Regions from separate parts of the Sus scrofa genome. Here region 1 is linked to region 2. A link is a contact called in public Hi-C data. All regions are on one chromosome and are shown on one strand. Each heading gives the region's core, a stretch centred on a gene start, on an enhancer-like site or on the middle of the called end of the contact. The rest is flanking DNA. Distances are from core to core; before and after follow the strand shown.

Evidence for each region. Hi-C and Micro-C count contacts between places; a contact is called where the count stands out from the background.
Region 1: a Hi-C map of embryonic fibroblasts shows a contact between it and region 2, with 1.8 times the contacts expected there. The contact joins the promoter of SIL1 here to the enhancer-like site in region 2. A contact is called at or near these places in 1 of 5 promoter capture datasets (fetal skeletal muscle), 2 of 47 Hi-C or Micro-C datasets (embryonic fibroblasts and retroperitoneal adipose tissue) and 1 of 2 datasets of contacts at active chromatin or transcription factors (skeletal muscle).

What each region holds. Positions count from the first base shown.
Region 1 is chr2:141,114,738-141,119,454 of Sscrofa11.1, reverse strand. SIL1 (nucleotide exchange factor SIL1) reads left to right here and starts at 1,254. Exons shown (of 10, transcript XM_021084842.1): 1 at 1,254-1,480.
Region 2 is chr2:140,870,609-140,875,688 of Sscrofa11.1, reverse strand. No RefSeq gene overlaps it. Among named protein-coding and RNA genes, the nearest start is that of LRRTM2, 63 kb to the right of the region's middle. Within about 2 kb of position 3,273, at least 12 of the 83 cell types and tissues checked have an H3K27ac peak or open chromatin away from gene starts, as enhancers often do. A contact at or near this core is called in embryonic fibroblasts, where this site is marked.

The DNA.
Region 1 (4,717 bases), core at 5-2,504, 250 kb before region 2:
TGGCAGAAGAATGTCTCTTGTAGGTCTTTTTAATAAACTGGCACTACCTACTGAACTGTTACCCAGGGGCTTGTTCTCCCTTCCCAGGCTACTAACCAAACTTCGTTCATGGTTGCAAAGCCAAGCTCCCACCTGCTTGAAGTAAACGCAATAAAAAAGGTAGATTAACTGCTGGAAGCTCACATAATACGTGGAAAGGGAAAGGAATACCAAACATAGGTTTTTTGTTTGCTCTTGTTTAAATTATCCTTTTTTCCACTTTTTTCTTTTCCTTTTTATGGCCTCACCTGCAGCATATGGAAGTTCCCAGGCTAGGGGTCAAACCCGAGCTGCAGCTGAGGCCTATGCCACAGTCATGGCAACATCAATCCCAGCGGTAGCTGAGGTCTATACTGCAGCTTGCAGCAATGCCAGATCCTTAACCACTGAGTAAGGCCAGGGATTGAACCTGCATCATCACAGACATGTCACTGTTGGGGTCCTTAATCCTCTGAGCCACAATGGGAACTCCCCCTTTTCTCCACTTCTGAAGGACCTGCAATCACTGGGTCTGGACTCTGACTGAGCACCCCATTTTTCCTGCCAGGTTAAGCGCCTAGGCAAGGGGAAGGTCTAACAGGATCAGAGAACAGGACTTTTGCAGGCACCCAAATCTGGCATAAATTCCCAGTTCTACCGCTTTTGGACTGTACAAACTTCACTTAAGTCCTTCAACTTATTGAATCTCAGCTTCCCCATCTATAAAAAGGGGATAACAGTTCTGATCTTAAAGCGTCATGAGAAGGAAATATAATGTATTTGCAACACCTGGCATGTATAAATAAGCTACTCAGTGCTTTGAGCTGAATTAGAGCTGCAGGTGACTTTTATTTTTAAAATAATTGGTCCTTGTCAATTCGCACAATACATAAGTATATAAAGTAGGTGACTTGCAGGTGGCCTATTCTGCATGAATTTTCTAAGGACTATTTATTGCTTGAGACTCAGCTTTATCCCAACTGAGTCATACCAGTTTGATCTATTTTTATTTCCTACCACCTCTGGTTTCTTTCTGATGATCTTTCCGCTAGAAAAAAGTTAAGCTGTTGGGAAATCAGAGATGAAACTTCAAAGTTCCACTCTGTTCTACCTTGGAAGCAAATCCAGGCCTGCGGGTACCTGTTTTAGATGTCTCTCACACCGGCGGAAGGATACTGGGCCGAATAAGTTTCAGGAGGTTTGCTCATGTAGACGCTAGGGGGCGGGACTTAACAAGCCGGAGAGGAGCCGGGCTCAGCACCTCGAGTGCCGGAAGAGGAGTGGGGCTGCCGCGGTTCTGGAAGAAGACAATTGGGCGAGGAAGCCAGTGACGTAATAGCCGGGCGCGCGCAAGTTCTGACCGTGGCCGCCGCGTCTGCGCACGGGGAGCTGGTTGCCGCTGCGGCCGCCTGGAATTGTGGGGTTTGTGTCTGCCCCTCGGCTGCCGGGCGGGGAGCCGCAGGTAGGGGCGGTGAGGGCCGCCCGGCCCTGGGCCGCGGCTGGGTGCCCAGCGCGCTGCCAGTGCTGTTCCGGGGCTCCCACCCCTCACACGTGGTGTCTCCCGAGCGGGAAGTACAAGTGGGCTCCGGCCTCCTCAGTAGTGGTGGCAGACCTGGCTTCTCAGCCCGAGGGCCGCTTTCCCTACCTCTCCCACTCAGAACGCCTGCAGTGATCCTGCTTCAAGGCCAGGAGAGGAAGCCGCGGGGGTCCGAACCTGACTGTGGGGTCCTCATCTCTTTTAGTTCCTTTCTTTGGGCCTCAGTTTCTGCATCTGTCCACCAGCTCCAGTGTTGCCATTCTGGTGTCTCTTTACCATATGGAATTGCGTCCTACCTCGCGTCGTATTTCCACTCTTGTCTTGAGTTTTCCTTTGCCTTGGTAGACGAAATACTTCCCTTTACCGTAGGGGTTACAGACTTTGGTGTGTTTCAAATCACCTAGGCGGTTGGGCCTATTCCTGGGTTTTACGCACAGGAGTTTTGTATAAACCGGGGTTGGCGCCTACACTCCGCCCCAGGGGGTTCCGATTCAGGTCCTCTTTCCTCGCCTTGAAATTATCTGCTTCAAAAGGCAAGCGAAAATCAGTTGAAATTTGTGCCCCAATTTAGGGGCTGTAGGTGGAAAAGACAAGGAGTCAGGAAATGCCCAACATGTGTGAGGTCATTGGGGCTTCCTTTGCACAATGGGAGCTAGAGGACTTTTGGCTGCCTTAAAAAATAATAAGTGTGACTCATGTAAGATTAGTTTTCTAATAAATATTTTAAAATACGTGGCCTCGATTTAAGTCCCTCTGGCTTTCTGGCCTAAAATAACTTCTCTGGAGGATTGAGGAGGTTGGATTAAACCTAGACTAGGTAGGCTTTAAAAGAAGGCGTCTTCCATGTTTTTTAGGAGAAGAAACTGATGTTTATAAAGACAGTGTTCGTTTTGACAATATGAAAGATGTGTTTTGTAGCTCGTGTCTTCTTAGCTGTCCCCACGCAAGTCTTTTCTGAGATTTTTTCAAATAGCCAGATTTGGAGATTGGATAGGATTTTGATGGGAGCCAGGGTGTGAGGACATCAAAATGGATGTTTGTGTAGCATGGATCAGGCCTTGGTCTGTGGTTTCAGCTGAGAACATGGCTCTTGGTTTTAAAAGTGTTGCCACATCAGATTTATTTTAACTTTTCCTTTGGGTGTTTAGAAGATTAATCTGCTAATTAATACATGTGTTGTTCTGATGAAATTGGCAACAGAAAAGAGCTATTGTGCCCATTTTACAGATACTGGGAATGGGGAATATGTTCGTAGTGATGTGGTCCCAGGAATGAGGTTGCCTTGTCCTCTGATTATTGCCTCCTTCCCCCTCCCAGCCGTCCTTGAACTCCAGCTATTACTTGCTTAAATGCAGAGGCCAATTTTGAGCCCCTGTGTTTTGCATTGGCAGGAGAAAAGGTTAATTAAGTGAAACTGAAAAGTAACCAAAAGGGTTCAAAATAAAACATGCCAGAACTTAATTCTCAGTGAGTGTTGGTCTCCTTTGGAATGGTGTGTGTAAGAGTAAATGGTGGGGGTTGAGGGGTGGAGAGTGGCATCACTTAAGTGATAGGGCCTTTGTCCTAAGCAGGCTTTTCGTTTTTTGGGTTTTTTTTTGTTACTGTTTTTGTCTTTTTAGGGCCGCACCTGCGTCAGGTGGAAGTTCCCAGGCTAGGGGCTGAGTCCGAACTGTGGCTGCCTGCCTATGCCACGGCCACAGCCCCGCCAGATCTGAGCTGCATCTTTGACCTATGCCATAGCTCATGGCAACACTGGTCCCTTAACCCACTGAGCGAGGCCAGGGATCGAACCTGCATCCTCCAGGAGACTGTGTTGAATTCTTAACTTGCTGAGCCACAATGGCAACACCTGTCTAAAGCCAGTTTTGAAAATTATCTCTGAAATTGTCTTCGCAGATGTTTTTGAACCATATGAGAGATCACTTTCATTAGTACATGATACTGTACTGTTTCATTTTTTTAAAACCCCAAATGGAACGGTTAAGCTACCTTGTCCCCTGACTTTGTCTTCAGATGAGTTAACAGTTCATTTAAAGTGAACCCAATGGGTTTTTTGGTGTGTGGTGAACATGAGTTTTGATTCTATCACTTATAAGCCATATGACCTTGGACAAGTTTTTCACTTTTTAGGCTGAGTTTTCCCCTGTATAAAAACAGGAGTAATACTTTGAAGAGTGGTTATATGAGATAAGACACATGAGACCTCTTGGGATGCAGGATTGCAATAACTGTTTTCACCCTCAATGAAGATTTGCTATTAATGAGAATATTAAAAAAGACATCAAGGAGTTCCTATTGTGGCCCCCAGCCTGGGAACTTCTGTATGCTGCAGGTGTTCCCCCCTCCTGCCCCCCAAAAAAAGAAGAAAGAAAAAAAAAGATATCATAGTCTCTAAAGGCAAGTTATTTCAAATAGGTGGATGTCTTCTTATTGTCATTCATTATGTTTGTAGGTTTATGCTCTGACTTTCTCATCCTGCCTTCTTTTTCTTCATTCGTTTTCTGTCCTTTCTTAAGTAAAGCTGCGTGACAGAGGCTCTCTCCCAGTCTTACAGAGTAAGCCTCTTTTCAGGAAAGCTAATCTAAACATTCTTACACTGCTGGCTCCATTGGTTGTAGATTCCTGGGGGTTTTTCTCGGGCCTCAGCTGGTGCTTAGATCACGCTCAGTGGCACAGGCATCTCTAACTTCTGGATTTGGTGTCAATTTGGAGACCTGCCCTTGTGGAGCTAATCTTTTCTCTTTCTGAGTGAGGATGAACGCTTTATCCTTCTCTGAGTCCGTTTTAAGCCGCAAGCCTTAGTTTTCCATAGCATAGAGCTTCTTATTTTAATTATACGGGATTTAAAGAAAGAATTTCTTGCCTTTTTCTTCATTTACTTTCACAAAGGGTTTTGCTACTGAGAAGAGGGGGAGAATAACCTGTTATCATTCAGGTGGGCCTTTAGGTAACCCCGGATTCCTAGCTTCAACCGTAATAATTTGTGTTTGGGATAAAAACCTCTTGAAAGATTCAGGCTGATCAGGACACATGTGAGGAACCTGCTAAAATTTGCCTGATGTGTGACGCGTTTATACCTGACATCCTCACTTGTGTGCTTTTCTGCCTTGGAGACAGTGAGAATCCTGCAGCAACTGAATGTGTTTGGCACAGACTTACAGT
Region 2 (5,080 bases), core at 2,024-4,523:
GTTGGAACTGTTGGGTATCTTGATGTGGTTGTGGTCACGCAACTCTGTGCCCGTGTTACAACTCAGAATCCCGCACCAAAAAGAGTGGATTTTACTCCACGTAAATTTACAACTAACTTTTTTGAAGGTAATAAATACTCCAAATTGTTCCTAATTACATTTGCCTGTGGTCTGTGCTCCTGAGATGACTTCCGTCTTTCGCATCTGGTGGTGGAAACGCCAACTGTGCCCCAAGGTCTGTTCCCAGCTCCACCTTCAGGACCCCACGCAGCGGGTGGGCCTGGAGAGTTGACGTGGGGGGTGTTGACACCGTGGGAATTGGGAAATGCTCCCAATCAAGGCTTAATGTATTGTTTTGTTGATTGTCTAGACTTAAGAACGTGATGAAGAAAATGTTAATGCCATTAAAGTATGGCAGCTATAGATAGCACAGAAAATCGAGGAAGTTGTCCTGCAGTATTTGACAGCTATTATCTGATTCAGCAAAATGTCACTCACTGACAAGCGAAATTCCCACATCTATGTCTGCTGTTTCACTTCTTTACTTCGTAAAGAAAATATCAGCCAACATTCATGTCAGAACCAGACCCATTGGTCAGGTGCAAGCATAGGCTGGCTCTGGATGCGAGATTTCAGCAAAAAATCAAAGAAAATCACAATAGCCAAGGCATGGAAACAACCTAAATGCCCATTGACAGATGAATGGATCAGGAAGATGTGGTGCATATATACAATGGAGTACTACTCAGCCATAAAAAAGAACAAAATAATGCCATTTGCAGCAACATGGATGGAACTAGAGACTTTCATACTGAGTGAAGTCAGAAAGAGAAAGTCAAATACCACATACTATCACTTATATGTGAGTCTAAAATATGGCACAAATGATCTACGTATAAAACAGAGAAGATCATGGACATGGAGGAGACTGCCAGGGACAGGGGGAGGGACTGGGATGGACTGGGAGTCTCGGGTTGGTAGATGAAGACTCTTGCATTTGGAGTGGACAGGCAATGAGATCCTATGGTCTAGCACAGGGAACTATATTTTATATTTCTTCGATTTTTTCCTTTTGTTTTTTATTTTTTTATCCAGGAAACTATATTTTAATCACTTGTGTTGGAACATGATGGAGGATAATGTGAGAAAAAGAATGTATATATATGTATGACTGGCTCACTTTGCTGTACAGCAGAAATGGTCAGAACATTGTAAATCAATCATAATAAAATTTAAAAAAATCAATGAAAACCTTCAGTGGAATTTAAGCTATGTGGAATTTAGAGTAAAGAATACTGCTTTTTTTTTTGTTTTTGTTTTCTTTTTTTTTCTTTTTTTCATTTTAGGGCCACCCCGGTGGCATATGGAGGTTCCCAGGCTAAGGGTCAAATCAGAGCTACAGCCACTGGCCTGCACCATAGCCACAGACAGGCCAGATCAGGGCTGTATCTACAAACTACACCATAGCTCATGGCAATGCGGGATCCTTAACCCACTGAGCGAGGCCAGGGATCGAACTGCATCCTCAGTGGTTCGTTACCACTGAGCCACAACGAGGACTCCTCTGCATATTTTGCTATTTACGAAATGTGCGCTACAATTACTCTACAGGAGTAAAATGTATAACAAAATAGATGTTTATATATGCAATACCCCCCCCCGGCCCCCCACCTCCAGCTGCTTGTTGCTCATTATCTGGCTCAGGAATCATCAGAGACGAGGCGGAGAAGAGGAGCAAGGCCAGAGGCCTGGACCAGCTCAACATGAGGAGGCAAGAGAAAGAGCTGGTACGAGAGTGTGCAGGTGGGACATGTGACAGGGAGGGCGGGAGTGGCCGCTGCAGCCTTGGCTACAAGGAGGACTGGATGAGTTTCAGGGGGCGGTGCAGACAGGGTCCAAACCCTCACCCGAGGAGCTTGGAATAAGGGGAGGGCGCATCTCTTTGTTAAACCCCAGGAGCTATGAACACGTTTTGTGTGCTGATGGGAATGATGCCGGGGGGGGGGGGGGGGGCAGAAGACAGGGCAGAATTGAGGGGGAGCCCTTGGGGGCAGGAGGAGGATCCCTGCCCCGACAGGTCCTGGGGGCCCGAGGGAGCGGAGGGGATGGTGGGGACCTGGGGCCTTTAAAGGGACTGGACCTCGAGGCTGGGAGGAGGGCCCGGTGGCTTGCGGGCCGAGGGGGCTCCACGCCGAGCCCGTCCCCTCGGCTGTAAAGCTGAGGGGCAGGAAGAGCGCCGCCGCCTCCCAGGTTGTGCAGGTGAGACGGAGAGACGCAGGGAAGCGCCTGCCGGGGCCCTGGCCTGCGGGAGGGGACGCTGAGCCTGAGCGAGGCTGCAGAGGGGAGGTGGGGCCTTCGGAAGGGGCTGCGGGAGGCGCTGCAGGGCCCTTCGCAGGGCACGGGGTGGGCAGCTGGGCTGTGCCCACCTTGAGGGTGGGTCGTGGCCAGAGCAGGTGTGAGGGGCAGCCAGGCCCGAGGCCACCGAGGAGGTGCCGCCAAGGGTCGTGGCTGCCCGGACTGAGAAGCAAAAAGCCTCAGGATGCTGACGGGAGACTCTTAGCGGAGGCCAAGGGGCCGGAGAAAATCCCCAAGGACAGGCGAGGCAGGTCTCCTTCTGGCTCAGCCCAGGCCGCCCCGCTTCAGATCCTGCTGCGGGCGGAGGAGCGCCTCGCGACGTCTGGGCAAGGCTTCTGGTGGCTCCTCGGTGTCCTGCTTTCCGCCTTCCGGTATCTGCTGGTAGACTGGTTTGAAGCCATGGATCATTCCCGGGGTTCAACAGCTATTTCTTCCGCCTGTGTCAGACCCGCTGCTGGGCGATAGGGTGACCCAAGACCAAGCTCTTTCCAGAGGAACGTGGGACAGTCCCGTGAGGGCCGCGCTGTGACACCACGCGCCGGGGCCCGGCAGCCTGAGCTGAGCCCGGGGTCAGTGTTTCCCCGGAGGTACCAGGGATGATTATAGGTAATACTTGAACCAACATTTACTAAAATTGTTATTTGAATATATAGTAGAAAAAATAGCAAACATGATTTCATAGGTGTTGTTGAAGAGGAGGCGAAGCTTTAAAAAAATGTTAGTATTTTTAAGTAACTAATGGTATGAAGGTTGGGCTGGCAACGTGATGACCAGAACGTATAAGTGATGGACTCTCAGGGCGAGCACAGGTCATCCCAGGAACTGCCACCAGGGGGCAGCGTGGGTGCAGAGGGCAGGGTCACAGAGGCAGGCGCTGGGGAGCCCCAGACAGGGCTGTAGACAAAGGCTCTGCTCTTGAGAAACGTTTTTGGAAGCTTCCTTTGCGTTGGGTGGAGAGTGGATGCTGGAGGCGGAGGGAGGAGGGCAGTCCAGGGGAGCAGCGGGGCTGGCCTCCGCTAAGAGAAGTGGATGGGCTGAGCGGGAGCTGGACCGGATGGGGACCTGGCACCGGGGTGCAGGACTGCAGGACATCAGCAGATGGGTGAAGCAGCTGGGGAGAGACGTGGATCCGAAGCCTGGAAGAGAGCTTTGGACTGTGAGAAACTGATAGCAGCAAAAGCCATGTGGATGTGCCAAGTGGCAGCACAGACCCTGAGTCACCAGGAGGGGCCAAGGAAAGGGAGGCCTGTAGCTATGGGCCTGGTCCCATGAGGGGCCCTGGGACAGCCAGGCACCGTGTCCTGGGCCTTGGAGAGCTTGCGATTTCAAGGACTCTCATCCCTGTGAAGCTTGCAACAGAAACAAATGGATGTGTAAATCGTTCAAAGCTATGAACCAGGGCATGTAAGTATTTATCAGAGGTGGTCTTTTGTTTTTTTTTGTCTTTTTAGGGCTGCACCCGCGGCATATGGAGGTTCCCAGGCTAGGGGTTGAATTGGAGCTGCAATTGCAGGCATATGCCACAGCCATAGCAACGCCAGAGCTGAGCCGCGTCGGCAACCCACACCACAGCTCACAGCAACGCCGGATCCTTAACCCACTGAGTGGGGCCAGGGATGGAACCCTTGTCCTCATGGATCCTAGTCGGGTCTGTTACCACTGAGCCACAGTGGGAACTCCCAATGTACTGTTTTTGTTCAATCCCTACTGCCTCAGTACTACTGTCACTTTCTCATCCAAGCTGTGTCTGGTACCTACACCATAGCAATGCCAGCTCCTTAACCCACTGAGCGAGGCCAGGGATGGAACCTGCGTTCTCACGGATTCACTACTGCTCAGCCACAACGGGAAATCCCAAGGTGGTCTTTCTGATGAGGGGCCTCTTGACAAGATCCCTGTCCTGAGACGTAACAGGGGTCCTGGGGAAAGTGGAACCCCAAGTGCAAAGGGTGAATGACAAAGAGCCGTGGGAAGAAAGGCCAGAGACAGCAAGATGCCATATTTACTTGGCTTTTACCAAGGGACAAGGAAGCCACTGGAAGGTCTGAGCGAATGACAGTGACTCGTGTTGTTTTCGGGGGTTTGTGGCTTCCGTGAGGAACAGGATGAGCACAGACGTCTGGCAGCAGGGAGGTTCCTGCAATGGTCCACGTACGAATGACCGTGGGAGCCGCCTCCTGCCAAGGGCGGTGTCCTCTGCCACCGCGGACCCTTGTCGGCCCCCGTCACCAACAGAACACCGAGAGGATGGACGGCAGAGCACTTTCAAGAGGAGGTTTTTAAAAACCTAGCTTCCATCTGGTTGCTGTTCTCCTGGCCCAGGCACTCCGCGGGGAGCCAGCGGCCCGCCGAGCGGCTCCTCGGGAAGAGGCCCAATCCCAGGCCTGCTACCAGCGGCCGCGTGGAGGAGCCCGGAAGCGGCTCTCCAGCTCCTCAAGCCTTCAGCGACCCAGCCTGGGAGGCCCTGAGGCAGAACCTCCCACTCGGCAGCTCTGGGATCCCTGGGCTTCGGCATGGGTGAGGTGGCGTTTGTTATCGCAGCTGCTAAGCTTTAGCACAGCTGGTTACACGGTGATAGGAACCGAGAGAGGGACGCGGGGCTTCGACCACATGATGGCAGCCGGAGCCGGGGAGGAGGTGGACCCGGGCTTCGTTTTAAAGGAAGACCCCGTGCAGCTCCCGTTTGAGATCGTGGGACATCACCCAGGTGGCAGGCAGGAGGCAG